Regions from separate parts of the Mus musculus genome. Here all the other regions are linked to region 1. Evidence: chromatin contacts called from public Hi-C data. All regions are on one chromosome and are shown on one strand. Each heading gives the region's core, a stretch centred on a gene start, on an enhancer-like site or on the middle of the called end of the contact. The rest is flanking DNA. Distances are from core to core; before and after follow the strand shown.

Region 1 (3,032 bases), core at 276-2,775:
TTCCTCAGCACAAAGTCACTGTTCACTGTTGCAGAAGAAAAATGACTTTAATCTCAAAAGCGACATTAAAAATAGGAGGAAAGAAAACAAATCAATAAAGGCAAAGGTCAGAGAAACAGATGATTCCAACATAAGCCAGACTTCTGGGTGGGGGGTGCTATATACACAGGCTGAAAACCAGTCAGATACACTGGACATCTGCAAGGGGGAACATGCAGCTAGATCCGCCAGCCAAGCAATTTCATACTTTAGACTTTGAAAACTGTAATGTAACCAAATGTAACCATATAACCAGCAGGAATGGAAATAAAGAATTGTGGCCAAAGATTGCATTTCCTAACAAGATGTTTTCCTTCCCATACGTAACAAGTTTAATCACTTTCATACGTACTCACATGAATACATATGCACACATGTATGCACACACACATGCATATGCACACATACACACTTACATATACGCTACCCTATGCTGAATTAATCGTATTCTAAACTGTATTCTTCACCTGGAGAACCTGGAAGCTACTTCAATAAGAAAAAAAAATTATAACATTACAAAATGAGGAATGGTAGTTATGTCTTTCTTTTTAAAAAAATAAAATTTTACCTATTTGATAATTTCATATATGTATACATAACATACTCCAATTGTTAAGGATGCTACTCATGGCTTCTGTTTGTCATCAGGTTGACTAATATCAGTTGACAGACACTATTTCTGTTAGTTGATTTTAGTATTTTTTTTTTTACTCTTGTTCTGTGTATGGAAAGAGGTTACCACAGTTTCCTCCATAGGGCGTCAACTTTGAAACACGTTTTTAGCACCAACCCTAATAAATAATGAATTTTGCTGCAACCCAGATGTTCTAATGTCTTTTTTTAAATGTTGTCTGTGACCTACTACATCTGTTTTCACAAGCCTCTCATGGGTCATGACCTCCTTGTGCATGGAAAACATTGTCCTGGGATGGTCTTTCTCAATGTTCCCACTGAAATACCCCAAGCAGCAGGGGAGAGGGAAACTGGGGAGAGTAAAGGAAGACTAGAGAGAGAGACAGAGAGAGACAGAGACAGAGACAGAGACAGAGACAGAGACAGAGACAGACAGACTAAGGGTCTGCCTCCAGTGCAAAATCTCTTTGAAGTTTCTTTACTTCACCACTGAAGTGCACCCCACTTTGGCATATGATAGCCAACTGGACCATCAGATTTCTGCTAAAAGTTTTCAATTTCCCTTTTAAGCAGAACGGATGCTCTGGACTTCTTGCCATTGACACTCAGGTTGTCTCTCCTGCTACCTGGCTATCCAAGATGCCCACTGTAGGCTGCAACCATGTTCTGTGGGGTGATAAATGTCCCCACAATACACAAAACCAAGAAGTCTGGGGCCTTCTGGCTTCCACACAACTGTTCAGTGTAGACCTTCTGGATGATATCTATAAAGGCTCGCAGACACTCTCATCAGTTAGTGAGCCTGGGCTCTTCCCTAGTACTGCTGAATCTCGTGACTGGGAAATGACTCAGACCCTCATTAAACCTCACACAGCAAGTCTCCAGGAAGCCCCAGCAGCAGGAAGGGAACAATGCTCACAGGCATGGGAGGAGAGGCACTGAGGGGGAGCACAATGATGAAGGCTGAGCCACTTCCAAGGGGAGAAAGACATGCCAGTTCCTTGTCCTTGCAGTTGGTTGAGAGCAGTTCACCATTCTTCCCTTAAGTCGGCCATCGCATCAGACGGGCCAGGAAGAAGGGAGACACTAATCAACCAAGGAACCTGGGGGACCCTGGAGCTTTTAGGGTAACCAGAGAGTATGTGTATAAGTAGATAAACACACAGCCATTGCAGAGGTCAGAGTTCATTCACTCATTCCATATTTCTATGGACTCTGGGGATCCAGTGCAACGCGTAGGCTTGGTGGTAAGGACCTGCACCTGCTGGGTTGTTTTGGGAGTCCTCACGGGGTTGTTTAAGCACTTCTAACCTAAGGATCCAGTGGCTTGCTTAGAACTTTAAAATTGAGATGTTCTCACTTGAAATGAATTTCTAACACAGATCAAAGTTTTTTCTTTCATGAAAAGCCATCCAGGAATCTGGAAATAGGGCCACAGTGGGCTAGTGTGCATGGCATGAAAGAAAGAGAAACTGAGTTCAAATTCCTAGGGTCAAAGTTTGAAAAGGGGGATGGGGGTGGGGAATGTCTGGAGAGATGGCTCAGTGGTTAGGAGCACCGGCTGCTCTTCCAGAGGACCTAGGCTTAATTCCCAGCACCCACACAGTAGCTCAAAACTATCTGTAACTCCAGTTCGAGGGGCTCTGACAAGCTCACTCGCACAGACATGTGTGTAAGCAAAACACCAATGCACATAAGACAAAAAAAAAATTATTAAAAAGAAAAAGAAAAAACTAGGCCTGGCCTTGCATGCCTTTAATTCTAGTAGTGGGGAACTAAGACTAGCAGATCTCACAAGCTCTCTGGATAGCTAGCTCAGCCAAAACAGCTTTAAGGTTCAGTAAGAGACCTCATCTCAAAACAAAGGTGGAGGCCAATAGAGATAGACATCGAACGTCTTCCTCTGACCTCCACACACAAGCACACACATGTGCTCATACACCACACACAGCACCCCTATCCACATACAACAACAGCAGATGCAGCACACACATAAGACATCTAGGATTTGAAATAGAGGAATAAATTAAAAATAAGGAAAGGATCCCAAAGAAACCTATAAAAGATGTCTTGGAAAAACCATAGTTCCAGACAGAGTGGAGACAGACAGACACAATTGGGCTTGAACAACACTCTAGCACGTCCTTATAAATTCATGGCCAAAGATTGCTGAAATAGTCAATCAACTGTCCAAATAGATGTCCCCTACTTTTTTCCTGTACTGTGCATCTTTCTCCAGTCATAACCCAGGACCTGTAAGTACAGTAGGGTTCAGTAGAGTGCCTCACTATAGTGATTAACAAAGCCATGATTTGAAAAGCTGAATCCCATCTCTTTAAGTGTAAAAGGAATTTCATTTA
Region 2 (3,032 bases), core at 241-2,740, 610 kb after region 1:
GCAAATCAGTAGTTCAGTGAAAAAAAAATCCTCAAATGCCAAGTTCAAGCTCCATGTTATTCAGATTATTTTGGTATTTTCCATGTTCGAGGCATGCATATGATGTTCAAATACTGACTGCATCAAGACTGCACAATGATTTCACCAACAAAGTCCACTAGGTCAGTTAACCTCCTCCTTCCCAACATAGCATCACTTTGCTGATTTCAAATGAGTCTCCACTAAGCTGTTCAACCATTTCCCCCCTCCTCCTCCCCGCCCCTTAGCTCTCGGCTGTCTCTGACTTATTGTACTGGAATCAGCAAAATCATACTGAAGGCTCATTTGTACGTAATTTCTTCAGAAGCAGCCTCTACAATAAAATGCTCAAGTTCAAGGATTCATAAACGGTTCCACACAAAGCAAGATTTATGAGACAAAGCTCAGGGAGTCTTGGTTAATCATTACAAATCACAATTGCACATGTCTGGTTCTAGGGTTGTACTCTTCTTGATGCTGAAGGCTACTTAGGGCAGGATGCACCCTTTCATAATCTTTGGTTTGTCTGTTTCAATGCCGAGAAAATAAGCACAGAGGGGGGTCTGCTTTGTATCTCCGAGATGGGACAATAGCTCTAATCTGCAATCTTTTATTTTGTTTTCAACTGTTCCAAGACCAATTTCAATTTAACTTGCTTGCTTTTCTTGTCTCTTGATAAAAAGCTGTTTTGATTGCAGGGGGCCTGGAGGCAATGGTGGGAGGCAAACTCGGAGATTCTCTCTCTCTCTCTCTCTCTCTCTCTCTCTCTCTCTCTCTCTCTCTCTCTCTCGTGTGTGTGTGTGTGTGTGTGTGTGTGTGTGTGTGTGTGTGTGTGCGTTCATGCGTATAAAGGAGAAGGAATAGGGGACAGCATCCATGGGCTGTATTTGTTAATCTGCTTAAAACCCTAACAGATTTTTTTTTCAACTGAAATTTGGCCAATGTTAATTGTACAGGCAGAATTCACACTGGGAAAATCTCCTTGGGTAGGGAGAGAAAGACAGGAAGCACAGCCTGCCTGTTATATAAGATGTTTATTTCCATCCAGTCCAATCCACCATAAGCAGTACAGAAAATAGGCCAGTGCTGCTGCTGACCAATGATGTCACTGTATCATCAGGGTGGGGGTGGGGAACTGGGCACCACACTGATGAACAGGAGAATTTCCTATCACCATTGCTGTCTCGTAGGAGTCTTTATTCCTGGAGTTGCTGGTCTTGGCTCCATTTGATACTTATTTTTTCAGGATGTGTAGTAGCTGGGTGGCGACCATTGATGGGAGCTTCTGGATAAGGCACACAAATCTTAAAACAGGGTTGCTTTTTTTTTTTTTTTTTAAATCAAGTCTCTGAAACTTAAAAGGATTGGATCATGTCAGCCAAATGCTGGCTATCCTGGAAAATGGTACAGGGAGGAGGGAATGGATGGTCATCCCGATGTGAGGTACTAGGCAGTGTCTTTATGTACCGAATAGCTCATTCTGCAGATTGTCTTCCTCACTCATGCTACCTTGCATGTGTGCTCGAGCAGGGGATGCTCATAAAGACTGCGACTCAAATGCACAGCTTTGCAAACATCTCTAATGAGCTTATCATCTGTAATGTAATGGAGACATCTTTATAACTTATATAAAGTGAGTGGGTAAAGTGAGTGAAATGAGGTGTGTGCCCCCAACTTTTTTCCCTATTGCTTTAATATCGACAGCAAACTGAGGCCACATTCCTATACATTACAAAGGGTGACTCGGTTACACAGAGAAGGCCACTTATTGCAAGTAACCACTCTGTGTTTTGGTTTATGGAACTCCTGGCAAACTCGTGTTTTTCTGTCATGAAAAAATCTTCAGGGTTACTCTAATTGACCCAGTTTTTCCATAAATACCGTTCTGGTGGATTGCTGTTCCGTTCTCCCTCTAGAGGAAATAGTGAGCATTACAACTCAGTCTCAGAGAGGTGGGGGAAGCAGTCTAATTGAAATACAGGCTTGAGACTAATAACATAGCTCAGTACTAGAAGCCATCACGATCAGGAACTCTAAATGCACAGCCCCTTCTGTATTCGTCCAGTGCCAGTATCAGTATGTGTATTTTCCCTAAAGCAAACAAGCAAACAAAATGTCTTTAACCCTGTTCAAGTGTCTTTCCTGAAAACAACGGATGTACTGAGATAGCCATCTTCTTGTATACTGGGAATATAGAAGGCTGGATGTCAGGCTGCTGCTTATTCACCGGTAGTCCATTTCCTCTGGTAAAATTAAAATATTTGTCTTTTTCTCCAGTCAAATAAGAAACTAATAAAATGTATAAAGGGCATAAGAGGTGACTTATAATAGAGAGTTCTTTTCTTTTCCAAAAAACTCATAGCCATACTTAGAAGTAAACACACAGAGATACACACACACACACACACACACACACACACACACACACACACACTTTACAACTACCACCACCACCAAATAGACCTTACAGGAAGTTTCTTCTCTGTTTGATATCTCCTCATCTAAGCTCCTGCCTTACATTTCAGAACAATGACAGGACTTGTCTCTCCAGTGTGGGTACCGTGGAAAGGCCAGCACAAGGAGATAGCCTGGGTGACAGGAAGTCTGTTATCAGAAATCTGTGCCAGTGCAGGGAGGGGCTGACGAGTGGAAGGCTAGAGGAAAAAGGGAGGGGAGACTTAATGTATGTCCTTGTAAAAAGAAGCCAGTGTGTGTTCTATCTGCATTTTGAAAGCTTGAGCAATTACTAATGAAATGTTTGCTTCTTCAAATTATTGTTGGTGAGAGTAACGGAAGCATTAGAAATTTTCTTTCATTTATTTCTTTAGTGCTGTCTGTTATTTTATGGATAATACATGTGATAAATTCCATGAGGTGGTAAGTAAATATTGCTTCTTTTCTACTCTCTAATCTCTTAACTCCCCTCACAAACACACACAGCACAGAATTTACCATCCTCTTATGATTGGTCTGGGGATCTGAGACCATGCGCAGAAGTCACATCATACACCTTG
Region 3 (3,032 bases), core at 325-2,824, 530 kb after region 1:
GCCAGGTAAGGTGGGACCTCGTGCACAGCCACCAACCATGGGTTGATAAAGGTGCAAATCTTGATGGGGAGAAAGAATGGTCTCATCAGAGTTTGCTACAGGGAGGTGATGAATCTTTCTTAGCGCCATGGCAACCACAAAAGGAGGGTCCATTTCTGTGATCACTTATGCTGGATATATGAGAAAAGTTCACATACATTCTTTAAAAAAAAAAAAAAAACCTTTTAAAAAGATTTATGTGTGCTAGTGTTTTGCTTGCATGTGTGGATGCTTTTTCCACATAAATGGGGGATCAATGTAAATGTGCCTAGAAGGGTTTGGAAGTCCCATCAAATGTTCCTAAAATGCCTGACAAGAACAGTGTCTTCTTCTTTTGTGAACTTCAGGAGGACTCGACAATCATGAAATTAAGACACTGCTGGCCTTTGGACTTGGAAGAGACATTTATTACTTAAGCCTGGTTTCATTAAAACAACTAACTACGTTGTTGTAAAAGGGGAGCATCAATGAAAGCCTTTACTCATCGCCTTTTCACGCACATATGTACCATCTACCTGCATACCTGACGCCTGCAGAGGTAAGAAGAGGGAGGTAGTTGGTTGGGAGCCACCCTGGGAATGCTGGGAGCCTAACCCAGGTCCTCAGCCAAGACAACAAAGTGCTCTTTACCACTGAGCCACTTCTCCAGCCCCTCACATTTATATTCTTCAAATATGCCTGTAGGCTTTCTCATTCCCTTTTGATTTCTGTTTTTAAAAATTAGCAAGCTTCCAGGAGGCTAATCCCCCTTAATTCTCATGTGGTTTAAATTAAATCTTAGCCTGGACATAAGCTGTGAATACTTTTATAAACCAGGAGCTTGGAGGGTAGATACAATTTTAAATTGAACTTTTTAATTTGTTTCCTGGCAATGTCTTTTTTTTTTTTTTTTTCTTTTTCTGGGCCTGAGGAATTTGACAGTGCCAAGAGTTGTGAATCAGTCCAGATCTCAACCAGATCTCAACCAAAACTGGCATGATGGGAAACAAATGGCCTTTGGAATACAAATGATGGAGGTCAGGGACTTGTTTTCTCATCTTCTGGAATGACTTTTGGAGTATGTGTATCAGGAAGTTGAGAAGGTTGAAAAAAAAAAAAAAGCCGAGTAAGGGATAAAATAGAGGGTTCATTTGAAAAATGGCTAAAAGAAAAATGCATTATGTTTAAATGTCTTTTCTACAAAAATTACAAATCATGAGCTGGAGCACAGACTGTGTTGCCATCCCTAGTGGAGAGGTAGATTCACGACAGCAGGAGCGCCGGGAATACATTTCCGTGGACTCCTTATGACTCAGAGTTGTTCATGTTAATTCTGTAATCCCTAAAAAGATCAACTCTATTTCTTTCCTTGGGGGAGTATTTTCAGATGGCTGTTAAAAGGCTTTCTTTTTCTTTCTTTCTCTTTCAACTGCTGGAGAGCAACTAGAAACAAATCTGTTCTTTCAAATAAATGTTCTGCCCATATGTTATTTTTCATGGGAAGCGATGGAAGTGTGAAGTCCTCTATTCTGCCTGCAGTCTTGCTCTGCCTGCCCAACCCCCACCCCACCATATGTAACACATCTTGAGAGAAGGGGAGGGAGGCTGAAAACAGTCCCTTGATCATTTGTGTGTGTGTTATTTGTGTGTTTTTCTAAAACAGAAATGTGGGGGAGGTTACTCATACAAAGAGTAGATGACCACCTCAGCTATTATAGAGAGTGTCCGAGGGAAGGGAATGAGCACTAGAAACAGCAACAACAACAACAACAAAAAACCATGTGATGGTTGTGAACATGAACTACAGTCCTTATATTTTCATTTGGTGGAAGATAGACATGCCAAGGGCTTCAGAAAAAAAAGAAAGTTGTGCATCTATTTGTGGTACCACCACCCACCTGTGTAATTTAAGAAGTTTCCCTGAATAAAGAGGAATGTACAGTGTACTTATGGATAATAATAAATAATCCATGGGCCAGACTGAGCGGAGTTGACCAGAGTAAGGGGGCCAGGCCAACTGGAGTGAGCTGGGTTGACCGGAGTGAGCAGAGGTCCTAAATTCAATTCCCAACAACCACATGAAGGTTCACAACCATCTGTACAGTCACAGTGTACTCATATACATACATACATACATACATACATACATACATACATACATACATACATACATACAGTGTTAATGGGTGAATTTAATAAAACCATTCCAGAAAAGTGATGCGGATATAGTAGGTGTTTAATGCACGTTAGTTTATTTCCTCTCAATCTTTCATAAGCAAAAAAAAAATCTAGTTTCTGTTTATGATTTATGGATTCTCAGCCAAGGCAATGAACAGATCCAGTGCATGTTGGACACTAAAAGCTTTACAGAAAATGTGTTCCCTGCTAGAAAGTTACCTTACGTTGATTTCTTTTAGCAAAACTTCCATACAGCTTGAAAACTTGGGCGTTTAAGTACAGACTGGTATTTTAGGAAAATTTAACCCCAGGTCAAATGTTTTACGTTGGGAAAATAGTCTTTGATGTTTGAAAGGGCCTGAGTGTTATGCCTAGAGCCAAATGTGTGGGATAGTTCACCCTTGCGAATTGAAACATCAAAAAAGATTTGCATTAATTTCCTGCAAACCAAATATGTAGAGTTTCATGCAGCTTTAATTGAAATGTAATAACTGTTTACAGACTTGACTGCACCATCTCCACAGAGTAATTGCCTTTCCACCCCGAGCAAATGGGGGTAATGTAAATGTGCCTAGAAGGGCTTGGAAGTTCCATCAAATGTTTCTAAAATGACTATTATGACTTCTCTTCTTTCCTGAACTCAATAAGAATTGGACTATTATGAAATCGAGACACTGCTGGCCTTGGACGTCAGAAGAGACCTTTACTACTTAAGCCTGGGCTCATTAAAACATGAAACTGTGTGGTTGTAAAAGAGAGCATCAATAAAAAGCAGCCACTTACTGCCTTTGCATACGCTCTGCACTGAGTTTAACAAGGAAGACGCACCTCGGCTG

Evidence for each region. Hi-C and Micro-C count contacts between places; a contact is called where the count stands out from the background.
Region 2: a contact with region 1 is called in a Hi-C map of uterus, with 9 times the contacts expected there. The contact joins two enhancer-like sites. A contact is called at or near these places in 5 of 484 Hi-C or Micro-C datasets (cranial neural crest and uterus).
Region 3: a contact with region 1 is called in a Hi-C map of uterus, with 8 times the contacts expected there. The contact joins two enhancer-like sites. A contact is called at or near these places in 4 of 484 Hi-C or Micro-C datasets (all in uterus).

What each region holds. Positions count from the first base shown.
Region 1 is chr10:96,548,931-96,551,962 of GRCm38.p6, forward strand. The region is part of intron 3 of Gm33843 (a long non-coding RNA gene); the gene reads right to left. Among named protein-coding and RNA genes, the nearest start is that of Gm33843, 48 kb to the right of the region's middle. Within about 2 kb of position 1,526, at least 30 of the 459 cell types and tissues checked have an H3K27ac peak or open chromatin away from gene starts, as enhancers often do. A contact at or near this core is called in uterus, where this site is marked.
Region 2 is chr10:97,158,506-97,161,537 of GRCm38.p6, forward strand. No RefSeq gene overlaps it. Among named protein-coding and RNA genes, the nearest start is that of Gm34044, 76 kb to the right of the region's middle. Within about 2 kb of position 1,491, at least 52 of the 459 cell types and tissues checked have an H3K27ac peak or open chromatin away from gene starts, as enhancers often do. A contact at or near this core is called in uterus, where this site is marked.
Region 3 is chr10:97,076,802-97,079,833 of GRCm38.p6, forward strand. No RefSeq gene overlaps it. Among named protein-coding and RNA genes, the nearest start is that of 4930556N09Rik, 43 kb to the left of the region's middle. Within about 2 kb of position 1,575, at least 17 of the 459 cell types and tissues checked have an H3K27ac peak or open chromatin away from gene starts, as enhancers often do. A contact at or near this core is called in uterus, where this site is marked.